Regions from separate parts of the Mus musculus genome. Here regions 1 and 3 are each linked to region 2. A link is a contact called in public HiChIP or PLAC-seq and promoter capture Hi-C data. All regions are on one chromosome and are shown on one strand. Each heading gives the region's core, a stretch centred on a gene start, on an enhancer-like site or on the middle of the called end of the contact. The rest is flanking DNA. Distances are from core to core; before and after follow the strand shown.

Evidence for each region. HiChIP or PLAC-seq counts read pairs in DNA pulled down with a chosen protein or histone mark. Capture Hi-C pulls out chosen DNA fragments and counts their contacts.
Region 1: a FOXA1 HiChIP or PLAC-seq map of pancreatic cancer cells shows a contact between it and region 2. The contact joins the promoter of Plppr3 here to the promoter of Onecut3 in region 2. A contact is called at or near these places in 1 of 39 promoter capture datasets (pre-B cells) and 1 of 115 datasets of contacts at active chromatin or transcription factors (pancreatic cancer cells).
Region 3: a contact with region 2 is called in a promoter capture Hi-C map of adipose tissue. The contact joins the promoter of Mfsd12 here to the promoter of Onecut3 in region 2. A contact is called at or near these places in 1 of 39 promoter capture datasets (cranial neural crest), 1 of 115 datasets of contacts at active chromatin or transcription factors (pancreatic cancer cells) and 1 of 9 other capture datasets (adipose tissue).

What each region holds. Positions count from the first base shown.
Region 1 is chr10:79,872,739-79,875,989 of GRCm38.p6, forward strand. Plppr3 (phospholipid phosphatase related 3) reads right to left here and starts at 1,896. Exons shown (of 7, transcript NM_181681.2): 1 at 1,282-1,896. The coding sequence starts at 1,356.
Region 2 is chr10:80,493,330-80,496,629 of GRCm38.p6, forward strand. It overlaps Onecut3 (one cut domain, family member 3), which reads left to right and starts at 1,577. Exons shown (of 2, transcript NM_139226.3): 1 at 1,577-2,861. The coding sequence starts at 1,679.
Region 3 is chr10:81,355,846-81,359,529 of GRCm38.p6, forward strand. It overlaps Mfsd12 (major facilitator superfamily domain containing 12), which reads left to right and starts at 1,646. Exons shown (of 10, transcript NM_028657.4): 1 at 1,646-2,041. The coding sequence starts at 1,753.

The DNA.
Region 1 (3,251 bases), core at 646-3,145, 620 kb before region 2:
ACGCATCAGTGGGGGGGGGGGGGACGCGCTCCTAAGCACCTACACACAAATTCAAAAGGGATTTCAGATCTCAGCTCTGCATGGTGGTGTGTGCATGTCCAACACCTGGGAGGCGGAGACGGGAAAGCTGCTGAGATCCTGACCTGGATACATCTCAAACTCCAATCCAGCCCAGGCTGCAGAGTGAAATCTCAGATTGGGGTTGAGGACCTGGCTCAGCAGTAGAGCCCCTGCCTAGAATCCCCCAGGGAGGAGCTGGGGGCGTGGTCAGGGTAGAAACCCCTGCCTAGAATCCCCCAGTGAGGAACTGGGGGCACAGAATCCACCAGTAAAGGATGGAGGTGTGGTCAGGGTGGAGGCCCGCCTAGGATTCCCCAGTGAGTGGGGTGGGGGCGTGGTCAGGTGTAGACCTCAGGTCTAAGCTCCAGGTCCTGGATTCTGTAGCCAGCACTAAAGACATACATGAAAATCATTTTAAATTGAGTGAGGAAAAAAATAGCTGTAAAGCAAATTCTGGAAAGATTTCAAAGGATTCTGGTGAGAGTGGGTCTGAGGGGCTGGGCAGAGCCTTGGAGTGGGCTATAGTCACCCTTAAATGTCATGTTGGGACATAAGCATTCCCCCTAATGCTCTGTGGCTCACACAGGTCACCTGCTGAGGACAGAAGGCTGGGCTCCAGCCTGATCAGGGGCTTCTGAGACTCTGCCTGGCTCACAGCTTCTGCCATTCAAAGGAAACCGCAACCCTCCACACTTAGTATGCACCAAGTGAATGCATTTATTGTTTTCTATTTTTAGATGCTTTCAGCTCTCCACCACAGCTGTCTGGATTCACCGAGGGGTTGACGAGCTCTGGTGGAGATTGGGCGTGGGGCACACAGTCATGCCATTAGAAGAGTGCTTGAATTTAGACGCACCTCGGGTACTGCAGAGCCAAGTACCCAGCACCCACCCACCCTCACTAGTTGGGGCTTGTTCACCTCCAATGCCCCAATTTCCAGCACACACCCCCCCGCCCCCAATTGAGCTTCTCAACCCTGTCCTTAAAGGAACGCCCAGCATCCTAGCATTCCCCCATCTGTTCCCACATTCTAAAGGACCTTTCTGAGGCTTTGCAACTCCTACTCGACCTGTAAAACCCTGTGCCTTTGGAACCAGCCTCATCCCCATCTCAACTCCAGGTGGCCTGGTTCCGCGGTGCGGGTTCCTGTTCCTGCAGCATGAAGTGGACGGTCTCAGAAGCTCCCTGCCACGAAGATCTCTCACCGCGACCCCCACTCACCTCCACGAAATAAAAGCAAGGCAGGAGTGTCATGCTGTCCTTCGGCGTTTTATTCTTCTCCTTCATAGCAAGCATGGTGACGTTGGCGCTGTAGGCCGAGATTGCAGGGGGACAAAGGCAGGCTGGAGACTAGGAGCTGCGCAGATGGAGTCTCCAGGTGGGGAGATAAGGGTTAGCCAAGAGGGCTCGGGGAAACTGAGGCTGGAGCAGAGGGGGAACTTGGGGAAGGGAGAGGCCGGAGCCCCCGCGCGCGCACGCGGCTCGTTCACCTGGAGGGAGCAAGGAGGGCGGAGTCCCTTGCAAAGCGCGGACACAAAGCCAGGGTCCCCGCGTGGGAGGGACGCGAGGCCCGGGCGCGGTGTGCGGCGCGTGAGCTCTTTGTCTGCGCGCTCTGCAGCCCGCTCGGCCCCGCCCCAACCCCGCCCCCGGCTTGGGCGCCTCCGCCTCCCACTCTGCGGGTCTCAGGGTCTCTGGCCCTGCGCGGGGACCGCAATCTGGGTCTCGTCCCTGCCCCTTGCGCGTGCCTTCTGTGCGCCTTGCGCGAGCACGGTTGATCTCCGGGACCTAGGAGCGCGCGGCGCAGTGTGGGGAAGGCGAGATCCCGCGCCCCGCGCCTCCAGTTGCCTCCCTGCGTCTCACGGTCGCCGATTCCTCGGCCCCCACGCCTTCCGTGCCCGCGGCTCGCTGGAGTCCGTTTCCATGGTGAGGTCCCTGGGCGCCTGAGCAAAAGGAGACAAAGACACAGGGGTGGAGGGGCTGTCCTCTACCTTCTCTCCCCCTCGTCCCCGTCCCACCTCTCCTCTGTCCAACCACCAGGGCCACCTCACCCTCCTGACCCTGGGCAGTTGATGCCTTGAGGATAAAGGACTGTAATGTGCACTTATGCAGTGCTTGCTGTTTTCAAGGGTTTCCTCTCCACAGAGGCAGTCCTGTAAATGTACCCACTGGTTGACCCCACCCCATCCTGGATGGGACAAACTGAGGCCCTAAGATGTTAGATCGGAATAGTCACTATCTGCTGAGCACCTACTGTATACCAGGCCCTTAACAAACTCTTGTGACCCACTGGGAAGTGGGACTTAGGCTGACAGACCCTGCAACTCTCTGTTGAAAGCTGAGTGTAGTGGTACACGGCTGACGTCCCAGTATTCAAGAGGCTGAGTCTGGAGGATTGTTGTAAGTCCCAGCCCAGCCTGGCCTACACAGTGAGACTCTGTCTTAAAATCATTAAAAAGGGAGTGGTGTGGAGGCCAGAGCGATGTCTCAATCTGTAAAGCACTTGTGCTGCAGGCGTGAGGACCTGAGTTCGAATCCCTCTGCCCTGGGTACAGGAGGAAGGCAGGATCACCAGGACTCTCCAGCCACCATCTCACCTAAGCAGCAAGCAGCAAGCCAAGGAGAGACCCTGTCCCCAAAGGTCAGGTCAAGCTAGGGTTGGTCTCAGGGACCAAGAAGCCTGCTTGTGTTCCTCTCTCTTTCTGTGAGACTGGCGGGGGGATTCCATGGGGTCAGCCTGCATAGTGACACCCTCTTTCAAAAAAACCAAAAAGGGCCTTTGAAAGGACCCATGAGCACACAGAGGCTGTAGGGCTCACGTATAAACATGAGCACGCAGGACTGCAGGGCTCAAATATAAACACGAGCACGCAGGCACCGCAGGGCTCACGTATAAATATTATGGGTTTATTCTCACTGTCTCAATGCTTTCCCCAAACTGACTGCTGTGTTCCCAGACTCTACCTCAGCCTCATGTTTTCTGAGTTTCCTCATGGGAACAGCAAGCTCCCCAGGCCTGATGGCCATACAGAGACACCCAGCACAAAAGGAGCAGCAAAGAGGAGCTGGTGGTGTGTGTGCAGTTTTCAGTCACGTAAGGCAGGAGAATTGCTGTGAGTTTTGATATAACCTGCTCTATAGACTGAGATTGTGACTCAAAACAAAAAAAGAAATAAAAACAAAAACAGTGGGCC
Region 2 (3,300 bases), core at 327-2,826:
CCCCCCTTAATGGCTCATATACAATGCCACTCACTTTCCTCCAAGATCCTCTTCTCTGGGGGGGGGGGGGCAGCATGAAAGGGGAAAATGAGGAACAGAAAAGGATCTGTGCAGCCCCGGGCATGGACCACCACGCCTGTCACACAGCCAGTGCACTGTGGACATCAGATTCTTGGTTTGCTTTGTTTCCAGCCTGATAGCCCAAGCCATTGGTGGGGGCATCCCTTGAGTGAGCGTCAGAGCCCATGGGTGACTCAAGCTCCAGAACAAATGCCAATAACCCTCCCTGGCAGTGAGCAGGGCAAGGGAGGCAGGGGCTGAGGCTGAGTGAAGACACCCTCCTAACACAAGGTCCCCCCAGAGTCTGGCATGGCCACCCTGGTAATCGGTAATCTCTTCTCCACAAACCCAAGGGGTCTTGTTCCCAGGTGCTTTGTGCCTGTAGGGTGCCATCCATGTACCCCTTCTGTCCCCCTTCACTGTCTGCAGGTGGGAAAGGGAGAGAGAGAGAGAGAGAGAGAGAGAGAGAGAGAGAGAGAGAGAGAGAGAGAGAGAGAGATCCTAGGCTAGCTATCTCAGTCTGAAAAAAAAAAAAAAACCCCAAACCCAAGCTGGTCTAGAGATGACCAGTCTCAGACAAGACATCCTTAGACCCCAGAGATATTGGGGACAGGAAGTAGCCAATTACACGGGACTTAGGAGGAATTTTCCCCTCTCTCTTCCCCCCCTCTCTGTCATCTTTTCCATGTGTAGCCCTGACTGTCCTTGAATCCAGTTCTGTAGACCAGGCTGACCTTGAACTCAGAAATCCACCTGCCTCTGCCTCCCAAGTGCCGAGATTAAAGGCATGTGCCACTACACCGGACCTTGGAGGAATTTATGTTTGCTTTGATGCAAAGACTCACTATAAAGCCCTTGCCTGACTGGAACTTGCTACATAGACCAGGCTAGCCTCCAAATTAACGATCCACCTGCCTCTGTCTTCCCAATCCTGGGCCTAAAAACCACTAAAGTCCCTGTTAAGAAAGATTTCTGCAGGGCAATTACATTGCACAATTGAAGAAACAGAGGCCCAAATGCCCAAATGCCTGCTTTTCCTTGTGCTTGAGGCCAATGTGTGATTGTTCTGGGGACCTACTAATAGCCCCACTTCATCCCAAAAGAGGTTTTGAAATCTTTGTGTGCATACGGGGAAAACAGCCCATCTTTCTGAGAGTGTCAACAGAGTTGGGGGGCGTTTGTAGCCACACTTCAGGAACTGGGGGCGGGTAGGGGCAGAAGGGGGAATGTACAGGACAGAGAATCAAAGACGCTGATATGAGAACACACACACACACTCACTCACACTCACACAGAGCCAGGACTAGCGGTCCCCCACCCCAATCCCTCAGGTTCTTCTCAGGGCAAGGAGAATGGGGAGACCCAAGAAGCCAGCCTGGTGCTCCAAGGGGTTTGGCGGGTGCAGGCGGAGCGATGGGCGGGGGCGCTGACGTCAGACCCGGGCCGGGGCGCCGGCGGCGGCCGCCCCGCCACATCCTGGTGGCCGCTGCTCGCAGCAGCCGAAGCCGAGCGAGAGCACTGAACAAGCGGGACAGTAGCAGCCGCCGCCACCAGGAGCGTCGGCCAGTGCGTGGGGACCATGCTGCGGCCTTGAGCACACACGAAGAGGACACCCAGGATGGAGTTGAGCTTGGAGAGCCTCGGGGGGCTGCACGGGGTGACACACGCGCAAGCCGGCGAGCTGCTGAGCCCGGGCCACGCGCGCTCCGCCGCGGCCCAACACCGAAGCCTAGTGGCATCGGGGCGCCCAGGCCTGGTGGCCGGCATGGCTAGCCTGCTGGACGGTGGTGGCGCCGGGGGCGGGGGCGCCGGGGGCGCGGGGGCTGCAGGGGCCGCGGGTGGTGGCCCTGACTTCCGTGGGGAGCTGGCTGGCCCCCTGCACCCGGCCATGGGTATGGCGTGCGAGGCCCCAGGTTTGGGTGGCACCTACACCACGCTCACGCCCTTGCAGCACCTGCCGCCGCTGGCCGCCGTGGCCGATAAGTTCCACCAGCACGCGGTGGCTGGGGCGCACGGAGGCCATCCACACGCTCACCCTCACCCGGCCACCGCGCCGCCACCGCCCCCTCCGCAGCGCCTGGCGGCCAGCGTGAGCGGCAGCTTCACCCTCATGCGCGACGAGCGGGCGGCGCTGGCCTCGGTGGGCCACCTCTACGGGCCTTATGGCAAGGAGCTGCCCACCATGGGGTCGCCACTGTCGCCGCTGCCCAGCGCGCTGCCCCCCGCTCTGCACAGCGCCCCGCAGCCGCCGCCGCCGCCACCGCTCGCCGCTTACGGGGCTCCGGGCCACCTGGCCGGGGACAAACTACTGCCACCTGCCGCCTTCGAGCCACACGCGGCGCTTCTGGGGCGCGCAGAGGACGCGCTGGCCCGAGGGCTGCCTGGAGGCGGCGGCGGCGCGGGAGGCGGCGGGGCGGCCGGCGGGGCGGCCGCGGGTTTGCTGGCTCCGCTGGGCGGGCTGGCTGCGGCCGGGGCGCACGGGCCTCACTCAGGCGGCGGTGGCCCCGGAGGGGGCGGTGGCGCTGGCGGCGGCAGCGGCGGCCCGGGAGCCGGCGCTGCAGCCGAAGAGATCAACACCAAAGAGGTGGCCCAGCGCATCACCGCCGAGCTGAAGCGCTACAGCATCCCGCAGGCCATCTTCGCGCAGCGCATCCTGTGCCGCTCGCAGGGCACGCTCTCCGACCTGCTGCGCAACCCGAAGCCCTGGAGCAAGCTCAAATCCGGCCGCGAGACCTTCCGCAGGATGTGGAAGTGGCTGCAGGAGCCGGAGTTCCAGCGCATGTCGGCGCTGCGCCTGGCAGGTAGGGACAAGGGCCCCTGAGGCTCGATCCTGGGGGACATGGTTGGCACAGGATGAAGGACCTTGGCTAGTGCGTCCTGCCAGCCTAGAGGGGGGAAACTGTAGCCTCTGAGGCTGACCCGGGGTCTGCATCGCCGAGTGTCACTAATAGAAAGAGGGCAAATACAATTATTGTTTCCGTCCCTATTCTTTTAGGGACTGTGTAGGGTGTCTAGTGTCTTTGAGGCTGATGTAGACATAGGGTGCTAAACTAAAACAGCCCTCGCGTGGCTCCGTGTGTGCGCGTGTATGCGCGCGTCTGTAGCACGTTCCTTGGGTTCACGATCCCCTGCGATCAGAGGTGCCACTCCCCTCGTCCCCAAACATCCTGCAAGAGGGACCAAAGGCGCCCTCTCTCCACCCAGTCACAAAGCTCTAGGTGCTGACTAGACTCAGCCAAG
Region 3 (3,684 bases), core at 396-2,895, 860 kb after region 2:
AGAGACTTCTGCTGGCCTCCCACTTCTAGAAAGTCTGAGCATATTTATTTATTTAATTTGAGACAGGGTCTCAGTACGTAGCCTTGGCTGTCCGTCCTGAAACTTACTAAGTAGAGTAGGTTGCTCTCAAACTTAGAGATTGCCTCTGCCTCTGCTTCTGCCTCTCTGCCTCTCCTCTGCCTCTCTGCCTCTCTCTGCCTGCCTCTCTCTGCCTCTCTCCGCCTCTCTGCCTCTCTGCTTCTCTGCCTCTGCCTCTGCCTCTAGTATGCTGAAACTAAATAAAGGGCCACCACACCGGGCTCACACACATTGCTGGGAGCACAGACTGCTCATAGGCAAAGGAAAGACCAGTCCATTTGGGACTTAGGGGTTCAGATCCAGCCTGCGTGTCTCTGAATGCCCCGGAGGAAGATGTACAGTGATACAGACAGGTAACCCCACCATCAAGCGGCTATGACACAGGCCTGCCATTCAGTACTCAGGAGGTGGGGGCAGCAGAATCAGGAGTTCAAAGCCAGCCTCGTTTACAGAGCTGAGCTTGAGGTCAGTTGGGGGGAAAAAAGGAATAAAATGTCAGGAGGAGGGGATAGGAGGACACTTGTCTCATGTGTCTCATGATCTGGGCCTGGAATTGTGTGGGGGTGTTCGGCACCTGTGTCTCTGAGTCACCAGGCCAACAGAGGCCTGACTTCCCCTTTCTTTGAGTGTGTTCCACAAAACCACCCAGTAAGTAGGAGTGAAACACAGGCGTCTGCCACGTGGGGCTCCTGGCACTAGCAGCCCTCATTAAAGACTAGCCTGTATTTTGATGTTCTGCCCAGCTATTCTCTGTAATTAATAATTAATTAGCACTAATATGTCCTGTAAGTGCCTCACTATGTATGTCTGGAAGTTTATGGGATCACCCCGGTGTGTTCTCATTCTGGCCCCTTCTGCAGGGAGCACGCGCGGGAGTGAGCACCAGCCTCCAGCTGCAGGCTAGCTGGGGCCCAAGGCAGAGTGTGGGTGAGTGACAGACATCTGGGCGCCCTTCACTAAGCCAGGCCCGAAATCCCATCAATCCTCGAGGCTAAGGTTGGAGAATTGATAGTTCAAGGACGGCCTAGGTTGTAGAGGGACTTCAGGGCTAGCCTGGATAGCTAGTGGGACCCTGACTGAAAACAGAATATTAAAGGCGTGATTTGTGGATGCAACCCCGCACCCATGGAGTTCCAGAGGGAGGCAGAAGGATCAGAAGTCTAAGGTTATCCTCAGCTGCGTTCTGAGCTTGAGGGTGGCCTGGGCTACATGAGACCCTGTCTCAAAAGAAAAAGCTTTCAGGTTGTGAAAGGACAAATTCAGTGACTCCCAGCACTGTGGAGGTGGAGCCAGAACCATGGGGAGTTCGAAGTTGTCTTTTGCTAAGCAGAAATGTCAAAGCCTGCGCTACAAGATACCCTTTGTTACAAGAAGAAACAAAACTTTTTTCTTTAGTCAAACAAATTAAAACACGAAGAAAGTAAAATAGAAACGAACTGCTATGATAAAAGTCGGAGCCGCAGAGGGCGGCGTTAGGGCCGCGGGAGTGCGTCGGACAGAGGCCACGCCTCCTCTTGCTGATTGGGCGCCGGGCCGAGACGCGCGGCTCCGGTTGGCGAGCGTGGCCGTTGCTCCGAGGCTCCGCCCTGTTGAGGCGGCTCCCGGGAGCGGCGGCAGCGTAGCCGCGCGGGTAGCGCGGGGCGGCAGTGTGGGGCGGTGGGGTTTGCGGCCGCGATGTCGCCTCCGTCGGACGACGCAGGCCCGGGGCCGCCGCGGACGCTGTCCCTCGCCGCGCGGCTGAGCTTCGCGGTCGGCCACTTCCTCAACGACCTGTGCGCCGGCATGTGGTTCACCTACCTGCTACTATTCCTGCACTCCGTGCGCGGGTACAGCTCGCGGGGCGCGGGGCTGCTGCTGCTGCTGGGCCAAGTGGCCGACGGGCTCTGCACGCCGCTCGTGGGCTACGAGGCGGACCGCGCCTCCTGCGTGCGCTGTGGGCCCCGCAAGGCCTGGCACCTAGCGGGTGAGCCTTTCCCTGCCCTGACTGTCGTCCTGTGTCCGTCTTCCCCTCTAACCGTCGTCCTGTGTCCGTCTTCCCCTGTGGTTGTCATCCTGTGTCATTCCTCCCCTCTGAATGCCGCCCTGTGTCCGTCCTCTCCTGTGGTTGTCGCCCTGTGGAAGTCCTCCCCTCTGACTGTCATCCTGTGTCCCTCTTACCCTCTGCTCCCCAGTGTCTCATCTCCCCGTTTTTGTCACTCTTGTGTCTGTCTGTCCTCTCTCTCCCGCTATATCCTATCCTCTCCGCTGACTGCCATCCGTGGGCCAGTCCTGTTCCCTCTACCTTTTCAGGATTCTGTACCCTGTCTTTAGTCTTACAGCTCTGCCCCCCCCCCCCCAGTCCCCTTCCCTGACTATCATCCTGTGTCCTGTGTTCCTCCTGCTGCCCACCCACTTCATTCTGTTCGCCTGTGGCTCCTGTCTGGGGTGGCCCAGCATGTAGTCCCCAGCAGCTCTCTCATTTGGTGTAGACAGTTGGAGAGGTTGGCCCTGGGGTTGTAGCCCCTCCCTGGGGAATTCCTGGAAGGCTCCGTCCCTTTGCCTGGGGTAGGGGTTGCAGAACCAGCCCCGCCCCTAGATGACATTTTTTCAAGACAGCAGTGGCCCAGTGGCATCTGCCAGCCTAGGGGCTGGAATTTCTAGTTTCTCAGGATCCAGGAAGAATCCGGGCTTCAAGGCACAGCCTGCACACCTGTCACCATATTCAAAAGCTGAAGCAGGGGGATGACTGTTTCATTGAGTCTCCAAAAATGGAAAGAAATACTCAGAAGGGCTTATGTTTGCCAGGAGATACCAGGCCAGCCTGACTTTGCACAGGCCTGGGTCCCTTCACAGTGGGACAGACAGGAGATGTTCCCAGGCTGGCCTCCGAGTCAGATCCCTGGCCTTCTGGGTGCTGGGATTAACATCTTGCACCATTTTGAGTCTCATAGGAAACCCAGAACTAGACAGAACTCTCGGGTTAACTGAGGCCCAGAGAGACCAGTCCAAGCATCTGGAGATGACCAGCCTGACCCTGACTAGGCCAATGGTTAACTAGGCTTAGAAACAGTGGGTGTGGTTTGGTCATGAGATTGAATCCACAGTGCTTGGGCCCCCTGAAGATCTGCCCTGTGAGGGTTGTTTCATTTCTCAATCCAAGGCATATTATGTGGTGAAGTCACCTCTGGGCAGGAAAGGGAAGTTGGAAGCCCAGTGCTAGGCAGGGGCTCAGAGACCTTTTCACAGGGTTCTCTGTCTCATGGGGCCTCAAGTTAATCCTCTTAAAACTGGTGTGAGCCAGGCTGGGAAAAAAAAAAAGTGTGAAAGGGTTGGAGCCCTGGCTGCCATCCCATACCCCACAAATCCTGTACTCAGGAGACTGAGGCAGGAGGATCAGGAGTTCAAGGGCAAGCCTGGGCTATGTGGTGCCATCGCCTTCCCTCCAGAGAGTGATAATATCCCCCTTAAGCTGCAGAGAGACCACTGTGATAAACCCACCTGGGGACTCAGTGTCCCCAGTCCTGGCCTGGTTGCTTAGGATGTAGGAAGAACTTGGAGTAACTGCACCCACCCATGGAGCCTGCCGTCTGCTGGGCAAGTCCAGCTCAGAGGAGGGGGTGTGAGGAG